Regions from separate parts of the Mus musculus genome. Here region 1 is linked to region 2. A link is a contact called in public Hi-C data. All regions are on one chromosome and are shown on one strand. Each heading gives the region's core, a stretch centred on a gene start, on an enhancer-like site or on the middle of the called end of the contact. The rest is flanking DNA. Distances are from core to core; before and after follow the strand shown. Region 1 has its middle 58 kb from the start of 1700062C10Rik. Region 2 overlaps Lrrc3b (leucine rich repeat containing 3B).

Evidence for each region. Hi-C and Micro-C count contacts between places; a contact is called where the count stands out from the background.
Region 1: a contact with region 2 is called in a Hi-C map of cerebellum, with 2.8 times the contacts expected there. The contact joins two enhancer-like sites.

The regions. Positions count from the first base shown.
Region 1 is chr14:16,092,026-16,098,635 of GRCm38.p6, forward strand. No RefSeq gene overlaps it. Among named protein-coding and RNA genes, the nearest start is that of 1700062C10Rik, 58 kb to the left of the region's middle. Within about 2 kb of position 1,291, at least 4 of the 459 cell types and tissues checked have an H3K27ac peak or open chromatin away from gene starts, as enhancers often do. A contact at or near this core is called in cerebellum, where this site is marked.
Region 2 is chr14:15,358,175-15,365,628 of GRCm38.p6, forward strand. It overlaps Lrrc3b (leucine rich repeat containing 3B), which reads right to left. Exons shown (of 2, transcript NM_146052.4): 2 at 1-587. The coding sequence starts at 430. Among named protein-coding and RNA genes, the nearest start is that of Gm31577, 40 kb to the left of the region's middle. Within about 2 kb of position 1,972, at least 9 of the 459 cell types and tissues checked have an H3K27ac peak or open chromatin away from gene starts, as enhancers often do. A contact at or near this core is called in cerebellum, where this site is marked.

The DNA of each region.
Region 1 (6,610 bases), core at 41-2,540, 730 kb after region 2:
GTAGACAGACACAGACTCAGATAATTTACGGCCTTTGAGGAAAATCCTGGAGATGCAGTTCTGTTCTAGAGTTCTTGCCTGCCATCCACAAGGCTGTGGACTCATTCTCAGATGGGAAAAAAAGGCCTGATTTTGGTTCTGAATACCCATATAAGGCATCTCACAACCACCTATAATTCTAGTTCCAAGAGATCTCACATCTTCTGGATTAACATACACACACACACACACACACACACACACACACACACACACACAGCACACAGCACACGGCACACACACAAATCAAATAATAAAGATGAAATATTTAAAGGGAAAGGATGCCACCTTAGATTCAGGTGTGCATTTGTTATTGCTACTTTAGTAATTACACTAAGTTGTTGACTTGTAGACTGATGCTGTATGATGAACATTTCTTCAACAAAGATATCATGAATGGTTAGCATAAAATCCCTATCCATTCCTCTGTTTCAAATTCAGCCAGCTGGTATGTTCAGCCTCTGCCCAGGTTAACCTGCTACAACCCTATAGCCCATAGCTATCCCTTTGGAGCATTTGCTAGTGCCTGGAGGCAGCTGTGGAAGAGTAGAGGTTACTCTCATGGTAGATAGAACTCAGAGATGCCATTTACATCCTAACATACTGTCACATACCACCATAAAGAGCCAGCTACTCACAAGTCATCAGTTTCTCTGCCAATAAGGCCTGTATTATAGCTTGCCCTATACGTCTAAGAAACGGACATCCCAAATTATGACACAAAAAGATTTGAAAAGGGTCATTCTTGCCACTAAAAGAGAGGAGTAAATGTTTTTTGGCAGAGAGCTCAGGAAAATGAAAGGACAGGTTGGCACCTGCCTCTGTTCCTCCAGCCCCCTCATCCTCCCACTCTCCTCCCATATGTTCCCATAGGTTCTATGAGTCCTGTGCGAGAGAAGATCACAGAAACCAGATGGTCATGCTGTCTGTCCACTCCTTTCTGGACTTGTTGACGCCACACAAATAATCCTCATTACCATGACTATTTCCAGGCTGGGCACAGTTATCACCCAGTAGGGCAAAGAATCCTTACTGGGGGAAAAAAGAAAAACAAGCATTTGAAAAAAATCCCTAGTCTCTACGTCCTTACCAGTGAGTGCTTGGATTTCATGTCAGGGAACCTGGGCTTGGCCTGTGGGGAAGCAGAAGCAAATCTCATCGTCAGAATAAGTAGGTCAGTTTACAGCTTCTTCTTGGAAAGCTTTCTGCTTCTCTTCTCTCCCTGCTGAGCCTTCAGCCTATCTGTGCCAACAATTTGAGTCTCAAATAACTGGCTCTCTCAGCCTCCACCTCAGAGTCCTAAGGCCCCTAAGATTGGACATGCTGCCTCTCACCTTGTGTGCAGCAATATGGTCCTTCTTCTTTGTTTGGGTCATTCCCACAGTGTTCTGCCCTAGACCACCTGGTAGAGTGTGAAATTCTAGCTATGCATGCTGACACTTTGGGCTTCATCCACCAGCTCCACCAGAAAATGCTTTGGAGTCTAGCTGAGCTGGAATTCTATTGGATTCTATGCTGAGCATCACATAGTGACTAAAAGCATTTTTTTCAGCCTCTGCTAGTAGAAAGGACATGAGTCTTGAGGTTTCAAAAACATTAAAAAAAATTTAGTCCAAAGTATCATCTGTGAGAGAAAGAGGAGGAGGATGACTGGAGGAGGAGGAGGAGGAGGAGGAAGAGGGGGAGGAGGAGGAAGGGGAAGGGGAAGGGGAAGGGGAAGAAGAAGAAGAAGAAGAAGAAGAAGAAGAAGAAGAAGAAGAAGAAGAAGAAGAAGAAGAAGAAGAAGAAGAAGAAGAAGAAGAAGAAGAGAAGAATATATCAAGAGTCATTTCAACCATTCCTCCAGAACATGGTGCCCAGACTTCAAGTACAAATACAGTATAAATTAATAGACAACTGTAGAAGTTCTCAGAGCACCTCTGATGTGGAAGTTTCTGGTTATGTCATGTTATACAGAATCATTTGGTGTTTCTCTGATGCAGACTAGCCTGATGTTTTGCTGAGGCAAGACCTGTGGGAGAACACATGATGTTTAGACAGAGTATAAATAGGACTCAATGGACAGTGATGGTGCGCTTGCATATCTAGTCTTGCAATACTTCATTGGTCTTACAACTTCATTGATCTTCACTTCACTGGAAGAGGCATGACAGAGAACTTCTCCTTGTGTCCTAGCTGATTCTAGTCACTCCTGCTGACTTGTGCTGATTCAGTTGAGGCCTGGCTCTTTCTGCTAGATCATGCCACTGCTGCTGATCCATGTTTGGTATCCTGATACTACTAAACTGGACTGCTACTATCCTGACAATGGAGATTGGAATTGCCCCAAAGAAATACTTCTAAACAGGTCTACATTCCATTGTTCTATTTACCATCTTTTCTCCCCTAGCTTTGAACTGTGGCCTAGAAGTGGGGAAATGAAGCATTTGAGAACCCTTATTAAAAGTAGGCTTTGAAACTTCCAATCCCACACACCTCTACCATTAAACACCAGCTCAAACAAAAGACAAAGCTTATTCTTATTCTTACATACTTTAAGGCACAGCAGAATGTGGGAGCTTAATAAACTTTTTCTTTCACTTATTTTCTATAGATGCCCCCAGACAACTTTCAAAATGCTTGCTATTCACTGGTTAGTGCTCGGTGACTCGTGGCCTGACCTGGCCTCCTAAGAGGAGCTCGTGCTTCATCATGTGGGTACTCCATGCTTTATATAAACTAGCTTCTGCTTCGATGCATTGTATTAAGAAGATTACAAATCATGTGTGGCTTACAACCTCAATAGGAAAAGCTTACCTTTACTCTATACTGTGACTTTGGAAGGTGGTGTCTTCATTACTACCTCTCTGGTGAACATCATAAACCTTACAATTCAATCCTCTCTACTCAGTGCTTTACACATCGAAGATGCTTATAAATCATTGCTGAATAGGCCCTTGCCTCAGTACAGACAACCCTCTCTCAGAATCACGAATACGACTTAGCAAAGCATATCTTTGTAGAACACACAAATTCTTTCCACTGAGACAAACAATGGACAATTGACACTGATGGTGAAAATCTCAACACCAACCAACAAACTCTGGGAACATGGTTTGTCTGGACTTACTGTAATGTAACTACTACTCTGAGTTGGATGAATGCATTGTGAGTGTCTTATTAGGACAAAGAAAATTAAAGAACTCATAATAACATATAGATCTTTCAGAGATGATCTGTGAGACAATGAGGTTTTATAGTTTCTATTTTACTGTATGTATTGTTGTTGCTTATTGTAGCAAAGGCTTCCAAAGGACTTTCTTGGTCAGGATTCAGTATTCTATTGCTATAAAGAGACACCATGGCCAAGGCAACTCTTGTAAGAGAAAGCATTTAACTGGGGGCTGGCTTACACTTCCAGAGGTTTAGTTTTATTATCATCATGGCAGGGAGCACGGTGTTGTGCAGGTAGGCATGGTGTTGGAAAAGTAGTTGAGAGACACATAGTGAGCTGCAGGCAGTGGGAGAGAGAGAGAGAGAGAGAGAGAGAGAGAGAGAGAGAGAGATCTGGTGACACACTTCCTCCTGGTGACTACGTTTTTGAATGTGTAGGTTTATGGAGACCATTTTTCCTCAGACCATTGCAAAGACATAGGTTATTTCTCAGACCTAGAGGATAAGGAAGTGGTTCAGAACTAGCAACAATGCAGCAGGGAACCTCTAAAGAAGATGCTGATCAGAAGGAGCAGTGAGTAGGGAAAGCAGATGCACTGTCAGAGATGAGGGTGCCATGTCATGAGCCACCATGATGGGGTCATCATTCTCAGCACCTGATGCTCTGAGCTTCTCTTAGAATACTCCTAGCCCTTCTTTTGCCCTAGGAATTCATACCTTAAATTCAATGGCAATAACTCAGCAATCCCATTGAATTAAAGCAAAAGTTCTCAAAATGTGAGAATTTACTTGAAATTGTTCCTCTAAGCCTCAGTAAAATCCCTAAGATTCAGTTTTAAAAGACTGTACTGATGAGAACTATATTTCCTCAAACAATCGCTATCTAATGGGATCATCTCAGTGACTATGTGCTGTTAAACATGCTGTAGATTATCCCACGTAACCAGTACCAAAATCATAACTTTTGACTGTGCTCTGACTCTGTGCAAGGTTTCTTAGAAGGAGATCATTTGCTGGTCATTTTTCTAGATTTTTTATGAGAAGGAGAACATTTTATATACCTGAAAGAAAATTCTCCTACCATTATTAAAGATTAAGAAATATCTGTGTGAGAACATACACATGTTACGGACTACAAAATAATAATAATAATAATAATAATAATAATAATAATAATAATAATAATAATAAATTTAAACTCTGACTCTTTCTTTCCAGACTATAGACTATTCTAAATCCAGTTCAGGGCCTCAGCCTTCACAATTGCAGAAGCAATTTTGTATTTTTGCCAAATGACAGAATATCTCTCTCTCTCTCTCTCTCTCTCTCTCTCTCTCTCTCTCTCTGTGACACACATGTAAATACACACACACATTCATACACACACATGCATACACACACCACACCAACTGAAACATATGCACTCATACACACATACACACACTCATACACATGCACACCACCCACACATATATTCACCCACATATAGAAATACATCCACATATACACACACCACACACATACACATGACACACATATACACACATATAAACACCACACAAATACACACATGACACACAACACCATATACATACTCATACACACATTCATACACATACACACATACATACACACACCGAAACACACACATACACAGACTCATATACACACATACACACCACACACACACACACACACACACACACACACACACACACATATAAACACATGCACACACACATGGTCACACACACATACACACTCACACACATACATATATCCATACACACAAGTACACATACATGGTCATATACACTCACACATACACACACACCACGCACACATGCATATACCTACACCATACATATACTCTCAAACACACACTCACACACACATACACACATGCACATACAAACAACATACACAAAGATGCACATACACACACACACCCTGTCACGATCATTTTATAAAGACAGGAGATTTTTAACACCAAAAGAGTGAATATACTTTGCTTTATAAATAATTTTAGCAATTTTATTTTTTACATTACCTCCAATGGTAGAATTTAAAGACGTTGTGAAAACTTCTACAAGGTACTAAGTCTCAGGACTCACTCTCAGGAGCCACTGTACAGGGCCACATAATCAGAGAATATCTGACCCCACATGAAATTAATTATTCACATTAGATTTTGCACAAACTTGAGTGAATTGAATAGGCACATAATTTAACAGAGAAAGGATCTAGAGATGTCTGGGTTCTCTGCCTAAACCTTTTGTGCCCTTGCTCCCTACAAAACTTCCACAGCAGTGTTGAATAGTTCCTGACCTTGCTTTCTGAGTGAGTGAGTCAGTGCTTGCCAAGAGTCACCTGTATGACCAGAACCAAACCTGCTGGCTGTTCGACAAAGGATTCCTCTCAATTCATAATTTTAAGCTTTCTTTTTCTAATTATAGATTTACTAAACACTAAAAACAGATATAAATAGAAAAATGTTTAAAGAAATAAAATAACACCACTATTCACAAAAAAAGTTAACAATGTTGTTAGTAGTTTCCTGAGTTCATTTGTTCATCTTTAAAATGTTACACATAGATATTGCTTTGTTTTATCTTGATATTCTGTTAAAAACTGTTCCCTAAGCAAGAGGTTTCCAAGCCCAGGAGGAAATACCCAACAAACGAGTGATAGAACCTGTAGATATGATATCTAGTGGATAGGCACAGCCCCCCTTTGAGGGATGGGGCCACCCACCCATCTCAACAATTTTAACCCAGAATTGTTCTTGTCTAAAGGAAATACAGGGACAAAAAGTGAAGCAAGACTGAAGGAAAGACCATCCAGAGACTGCCCCACCCAGGGAACAATCCCATCTGCAGACAACAAATCCAGATACTATTACTGTTGCCATGAAGTGATTGCTGACAGGACTCCAGTATAGCTGACCTCTGAGAGGCTCTGCCAGTGACTGGACAATACAAATGAAGATGTTTGCAGCCAACCATTGGACTGAGCACAGGAACCTCAGTGGAAGAGTTAAGAGAAAGACTGAAAGAGCTGAAAGGAATTGAAATCCCATAGGAAGAGCAATAATATCAACTAACTGGACCCATAGAGCTTCCAGGGTCTAAATCACCAACCAAATGCACATGGATGGACCCATGGCTCTAGCTGCATATGTCTTATCTGGTATCAATAAGAGGGGAGGCCTTCAGTCCTGTGGAGACTCAATGCCCCAGAATAGGCGGATGCTATCATGGTGAGGTGGGAATAGGTGGGGGGGGGGGGGCATACCGTCATAGAGTCTGGGAAAAGGAAGAAAGTGATAGGAGGTGTGTGGATGGGAAATCTAGAAGGAAGATAACATTTGAAATATAAATAAATAAAATAACAACAACAACAAAAAAAGATCGTCAAG
Region 2 (7,454 bases), core at 722-3,221:
TAGCAATCCTAGCCCTAGCCTTCAGATTATTGAAGGCATTTTTGTGCACACTTTGAATCCTGTTGTCAGACAAGTCCAGGGTCTGCAGGGTTTCTGCTACTCCTTTGAATGCATGCTCGTCAATAAACTCGATGCCGTTTTTGGACAGGTTAAGCACTCTCAGTTGATGGAGGTCCTTAAAAATCTCATTGGGGATGGATGTGATCTGATTGGAGTCCAAATACAGCAAAACTGTTTCAGGAGGGAGATCTCTGGGTATTTCCTTGAGATTTGCATTGCTACAGGTGACATTTAACCCTCCAGAGGAAGAGCAAAGGCAGCCCTTGGGACACATACTGGCAGAATGAAAACACAGTATCATCAGTACAAAGCTTTGGAGGAGGAGACACATGGAGAGGGAGCGGGACAGCCACAGGTCGACCAGATTCATCCTGCAACCTCTGCATAATCACGAGTCCATTCCTCATTCACTCCAAGGGTTGCATGTGTTCTGCCCCTGACCACACTCTGGATTTCCTTCCTGGGTGGTTCAAAAGGATGCAGCTAGCACACAGCCTTCTTCATTATTCCTGTCCTTGATTGGGAACCTAAAGGAAAGGAAAGCAGATGCAATTAGCTTTTCTGTGAGGAGACATGCATGGCAATTAAAAAGTGCCCTCAGGAGTCCACCTAAAGTAGGGGCAAGAAGGTGAGGTAGGCAGGTAATTTCCATCAAGGCCACTGGGAATTTCCTGTGTAATGGGAATCTCCAACTGAAAGTCCCAAGGCTGGGGAGAGGATTCAACAGAGGCCAACATTTCCACATCCCGTTACCTGGTTTTCAGCCAGGGCAGAATTAGAACAAACTTCTACCATCTCTTGTACTCCTCTCCTGGACCCTTCTAAGGCAATACAATTTAACTGTGCCTTTTATGCTTCCTACAGTACCAGAGGCATTATTCAAGCCAGTCCTTCACGTGGGCAGAAAGAACCTATATTTCAAGGATAATGATCACAGACAGAAATGTCTGTCGTGGGCTTTCAGAAGATATTCAATGCAGAATATTGTCTCTAAAGAAACATCTGACTTAAGAATTGGGCCGTGCCTCAGAGCTTCCCTGCACAATATTGCCTGAGGCAAACGAACAAAAGCCTTTACAGGAATTGCTTACTTTCCAGGCTCCTAAGACTATACTGTGCCTGGGAGGATGCTCACAGTGTATCCTAAAGGATTCTCTGTCTGTTTCCTAAACAACACATCTTCAGCTCAATTCAAACAGGGCACATGGCTTTAAGGCTTTTTATATAACAGAAGATAATTAAGAAATACTGGCTTCTAGGACATCCATAATAGGATATTTATTCTTTTGCAGATGCACACACACACACACACACACACACACACACACACACACACACATGCATGCACAGGCAAATGCACACACATACGTATGTGTGTACACGTATGTGTCATATATGTTTATATATATAGTATTATATACTGTGTGTAATTAACACACATATGTTTATACATAGTATAAACACACATATGCACACACACATGCACACACACAGACACACACATTTTATTGTTAGTAACAGCCATGGAAATTACTCAATAGATGATTTTCTTTCATACATGTATTATATATTTTATATGTATACACACATACATATACACACACACTGTTGGTTTTGAAAAGAGGTGTGGAAATTGCAAAATTAAGTGGTACTAGCCGATTTATACAGTTTCCTCAACAGCAGAGAGCAGAGGAGAGAATAAAAGCCAGCATATAGAACTACCCTATGATAGTAGTTTACAGAGGGGTGAATGGATCTTAGAGAGACTATGTGAATTGTCTAAGGTTACATAGCCTGTAGGAGTAAAGCCAGAAATCCTGCCTGGACCTTTGCTCTGACTCATCCATCTCACCTCCTTTCCACAGCCCCCACAGCTTCCTCCACTCCCATCTGCTCTAGGAGTGCAGGCAGGCTGCACAGAACACCGCCTTTGAACTTCTCAACACTATTATGTTGGAACTAGAACCTCTATGCTCTGGGTCTTGCTCTTTGTTAAAAACCTCACTGAGCTCAACTGAGGGGCCCCTGAATGGTGAAGAAGCCACATTTGACTTCAGACGTTTCCTTTCAGGATATTGGGAACAACACTCTCAGCAGAGCGCAGCAAATAGCTTCTTAAGTGAGCAACAAATGACTGTGTGAACATATCTTTTATAAAGATCCCAGATGGATAAATTCATAGAGAAATGACTCCAAATGTTTCCAAACTCCCAGAAAAGATGATTAATGTGATCTGGAAACATAATGAACTGAGTTGTTAATCCTGGGGAGACTCGCTTAACAGCAGAAGAGTGGTGTGGATGTGCTTTTGGAGTCCTGCATGCTTACAGTGTCAGAAAGCAAGAAGGGAGGAGCCCAGACACACTGGGCAATGAGCACGTTCATGCTTTCCTTGAATCCACCAAACACCAGAACACATAAAGCAAGGCTACTCAGATGCACCGATCCCTCTGTCAATAGCTGGTTTCATTTGTGGTCACCCATCCTTGCCTCCCTCCCATATACACCTTTGAAACTACACTGTGACATTTGTTAGTCTCTAATATCTATCTGTATGGGAGAGAAACCAAAAGAGCAGGGAAAGGAGGGGCGTGCAGACAAACAGAAGGGGACGCAGAATTACAGACTAGGGATGACAGGAGGGGAAAAGATAAGAGAGTTTGTTTGGTGAAACTAGAGGAAGTCCACATCAACCAAGTGACTTCCTTCAACTCTGTCTCAGACACAGATTAACTGAAAGGTGGCAAACTTTGCAGCGCCTTCTTGCATTTTTCTTAATTTGATTGCTTTCTGAATATATGTGTTCCCTAATTCAGAGTATAAGTTTCTTGAGAATATGAAGTTTGCTTTCTTATGTGGGAACAACAATAAATAGTGTACAAGCACTGTGAGGTCCAGCTTTAGTCTTTGTTAGCATTATTGGACCCCTTTAAATATCATTCTTTGTTATTGATTCAATATTACAAAGTCACTTAATTATGAAGTTGATTTGAGAATTATATGAGGTAATCGATCAGCAGTAAGAGTGCAGTACTTGCCAGTTATAGTTATTATCACCCTTCTTGGATGTGTGCCCATTATCTACATGGTGACTGGCACATGGGAAGATATAAATACTGTCACTGACTGAAGCAAGGTGATTTTTAACTAAAAAACCAGCTCATTAAATATCTATTGGTTCTACATGCTAATGTGGCAATCCTTGGAAACACTGTGAGTATTGGCACCTAAGGAGATGGAAGAATGGATCTTTCCTCAGTAGACTCCTCTAGACTTGGTTATGGTTTCTCTAGAATTACCATTCCAATATTGATGGTCACACATAAGAAACAAATCTGAAACACACTGAACACACTGACGTTTCAGCAGAAGTTTGCCGTCCATCTTGAGATCAGATCCTTTGTCTCCTAATGATCTATCCATGGATGGAACATCTGCTAGGTAATTAACACAGAACATCTCTTTCTTTCAGAGATGTTGGCTCCAAATAAGTGTCTCATTTTCTAACTGTGATATTTAAAAACTGAAGAACAAAGCTACTTGAGGTTGTCTAAACGGCTCAGCTACTGCGACTTGGTTTACTAACCCCATCTGGGATAGAGTGACAAGAGATTCAGGATGTGGAGAGCTGCCATAGCCTGAAAATTTAAGAACTGATGACTCATGTGTTGAAATCTAATACTAACACAAGGGTAACATAAACAGGTCTGTAGAAAAGTGATCTCTCATGTGTAGCATTAACACCCCTGTAAGCATGACTAGAGAAATTCTTGTCTCTGCATTCCATGAGGACACATACCAAGTACCATCTTTGAACCAGGAAATCAGTCTCCACTATATGCAAATTATTTTGAGACTTTGATCTTGGATTTTCCAGAACCATGATAAGTCAATATTTATTATGTCACTAGAAAAATAGACTGGTATATTGTTCAGGAGACACACACAACAGCTCAAATATCCAATCAAAGTGAGATCATTTCACAAATGGGGGTGGAAGGGGTGTGATGCTGATTAACTACTTCAGAATGATTGCCAGCATGGCCTGGCCTTAATGTAGTGTACAAATGGACAACAACTGATGAACAGACAATTCTCCAAGAAAGAGGAAGATATTCTCTTATTGGTTATCTCCCACAAGAACAATGTAGAAACATGACTCAACCCCAGGTCTATTTTGAATTAGCTTTCCATATAAAGGCAAAGAGAAAATAAGCTGCAGAGATGGAGACAAGGGTACCAGACTGACATCAAAATGAAAGTTCTTAAGAGAAGGGCTGGGGTTACAGAGGGATAGCATGGCCAGCATCACCAGATACCAGCTGTCTATGAAATAGACCTGAATTCACTAACAATACTTTTAACATGCACCTTTCTTCGCTCAAAACTCCTCCTATGAAGGCCCTAATTCACTGGACTCCATTGTCTTTATTCATGTCTGCCCTTGCTCATGTCAAACAGGTAGCCACAATATTTCCAAATGTGGTGTGTAGGTATGACCTGCTGTCCTCATGTTTTCCTCACATCTTCTAGCCACATACACCTCTGAGCTACAAATTGAATGTGGAGATTCGGTGATGGCCGTCAAACACTCTTTCCAAAATCATAGAAACTAAGTCTACTTAGGAGACAGAGACAGTTCACTCAGCAGCTGAATGACAGTCATTGTCTTGTTCTCAATATCTTTCTCTTTTGTTTTTGTTTTTGTTTTCGTTTTCGAGACAGGGTTTCTCTGTGTAGACCTGGCTGTCTTGGAACTCACTCTGTAGACTGGCCTCAAACTCAGAAATCCTCCTGCCTCTGCCTCCCGAGTGCTGGGATTAAAGGCGTGCGCCACCACACCGGTTCTTTCTTCCTTTTTGTGAGTGAGGGGTAGACAGGACCATTGAGAAATGCTAAGTTAGGTATCAGCAACTCTGTGGGCCACAGAATGGACCATTGCAGAAAGACAGACGTACTAACTCCATTCTGAATGTATCAGCTACTACCAGGAGGATTTGGTTAAAAGGCAAAATACTGCAAAGCAAGAAAACTTTAAACTCAGAGTCTGGATCAAAACACTGGGAGAAATATCTCACAATTATATACATTGATAATTTTTATGTGTCAGAAAGTAAGAGCATACAGATAAAATATATACCATATGTATGCATATATAGTATATATGTATATATATACACATATACAAAATTCATATATGTACACATATATGTGTATATGTACATATGTGTGTGTCTGTGTGTATGATATGCCATTTAAACCATAGGATATCAACACCAGTAAAACAAATTTAAGTTGAAACATCTATGACTTTTTCTAAAAGTAGAAAGAACATTTAATGTCAACATACATGAAAAGAGCAACATGTTCTCAGCCCCTTGAATGCAGAGAGCAGTACACTTTTTCCACAACCAGTTTCACCCCAAATTTAGAAATAATCTTTGCTGATGTAATGATAGCAAAAGATCATCTCCTTAAGTAAGTTGGTAAAGAAGCTCCTTACAGTGGAATCACACATATGTGCAATGTTTGTAAAAGGGATAAATATGCAAACATTTACAATGCTTATGCAGGCACAGGCAATTTCCCAAATGAATAATAACTTGAAGCAGATAGTGGGGTCAAGAGGCTGCCAGAAGGAACGACTATACATTGCCTACTTCTGTATAAACTAAAATTCTTATGGCATAAAACTACAATTATAAACACTGAAAAGATAATAATACAAGGATACCATGGAGTTGCTATAAAACTAACCCAATTCTGCTCATCTGCAAGTAACTGTTCTCCCCAGACAAGTGCTGGACTACGGAAGCTCAGAGAACAAAGGCAGGTCACATTTCAGGATAAGAGATCGAATACACAAAATATTTTCTCTAATTTTTGTACCTGCCTGCGATCCAGGGCCCGGGACAGAAAGCTACATGTGCACACAGCCCACCAGCTCCAGAGGATGTCCAGGTTTGCTCAGACCACATCCAGTCCAGTGGACTCTGTGAAGGCTCAGATAGAGTCCTTTATTGTCTCCACACGTGCACACTTGCCTTTTTGTGTCTGCCAAATGCCAGGTCTAGTGGCTGGCTTGCTGGCTATGTAAAAGAATTCCAAATAAAGAATCTTCACTTATTTTTGTTTGCATGGCTTTCATTTACCAAGTCTAAAGTTGATCAACTGGATATTTTCAAAGCTAGATTTCTAATTTTTTTTTTGTATAGCCATGATCAATATGACTGGATATTCAATTTTGAAAAGAGTGTATATAATATATGTAGTAATCTATTTAATTTCTAGATTAAAAATGATAGTGATGAATGGATTGCTTCAGGGCCTTATTTTGCGTTACTGGGATCATATTTGCAGATCATTTTCACCAATGTGTTCTCCTGTGAATTTTACTTTCATCCTATTCACAACCACACACATCACAGGAAGGTTCAGTGAAGGCAGGCAGCATTGGAAGAATCTGAAAAGAAAATTGTACTTTTCAGCCTTTAGCTTCATCCAGCAACCCCCCAGATCTAGCACAAATCATTAATTCTTTCCATTGCTATCACCTGCATCCTGACAGCCATCGTTGGTGTAAACTGCATTTCCACGGTATTTTTTGAAACATTGCAAAAGTCATTATCCTCAGTGGCCTGTACCCAGATTTTCCTTGCTCCGTCTCTTGTCATACCAGGTTAAAGTGACCCGATTCAGGCCATCCCATTAATAAGAAGCCATAATGATTCCTTTCTGCTCCTAACAGCCTCCTTTCCCATCATCAGCCGCTACACTCATTACACACACAAAACCTGAGTTTCACAATCATAGACCACTTCATATTCAACTAACAGTACATGGTTACAGAGAAAGAGGCTACCAGAAACCATCGCAGCTGAAAATCTCTACAGTGTGGAGTTGCCTCCCTGATTTCAAAACCAATAATGAAGCTCTGGGTTGAGGACAAGCCGAGAGCCCATAATAATGACAGCTGGGACTGATTTTTCCACAAGGTGCCAATCCTCCCTGAGACCGAAGGCGCTCCTGCAGTATCCCCACAGCCACGCGCTATCACATTCTGCATCATGGCTACATATTTATTGCAATTACTAGACTGCAGGATCTCAGTGTATACTAGTGTCTTGCCCATTTTTACATTATTCACATTAGTATAAAAGTTATTGAAAGGAATTTGGATCTGTTCTCTTTCCTCAATCACAGCTAATGTTTCATACTTATTATATACCTGGCAATTGTTTAGAAATGCATCCATGTAACAGGGTGGTAAAAATTAAGTTCTGACCAGGGTTCTGGTAAAATAGATGTAGAATTCCCAAATAAGAAGGTAAGTTACTATATGGTACTTGACTAGAATATGCTATTGTAGCTAACATTTTCTAACATACTTTAAT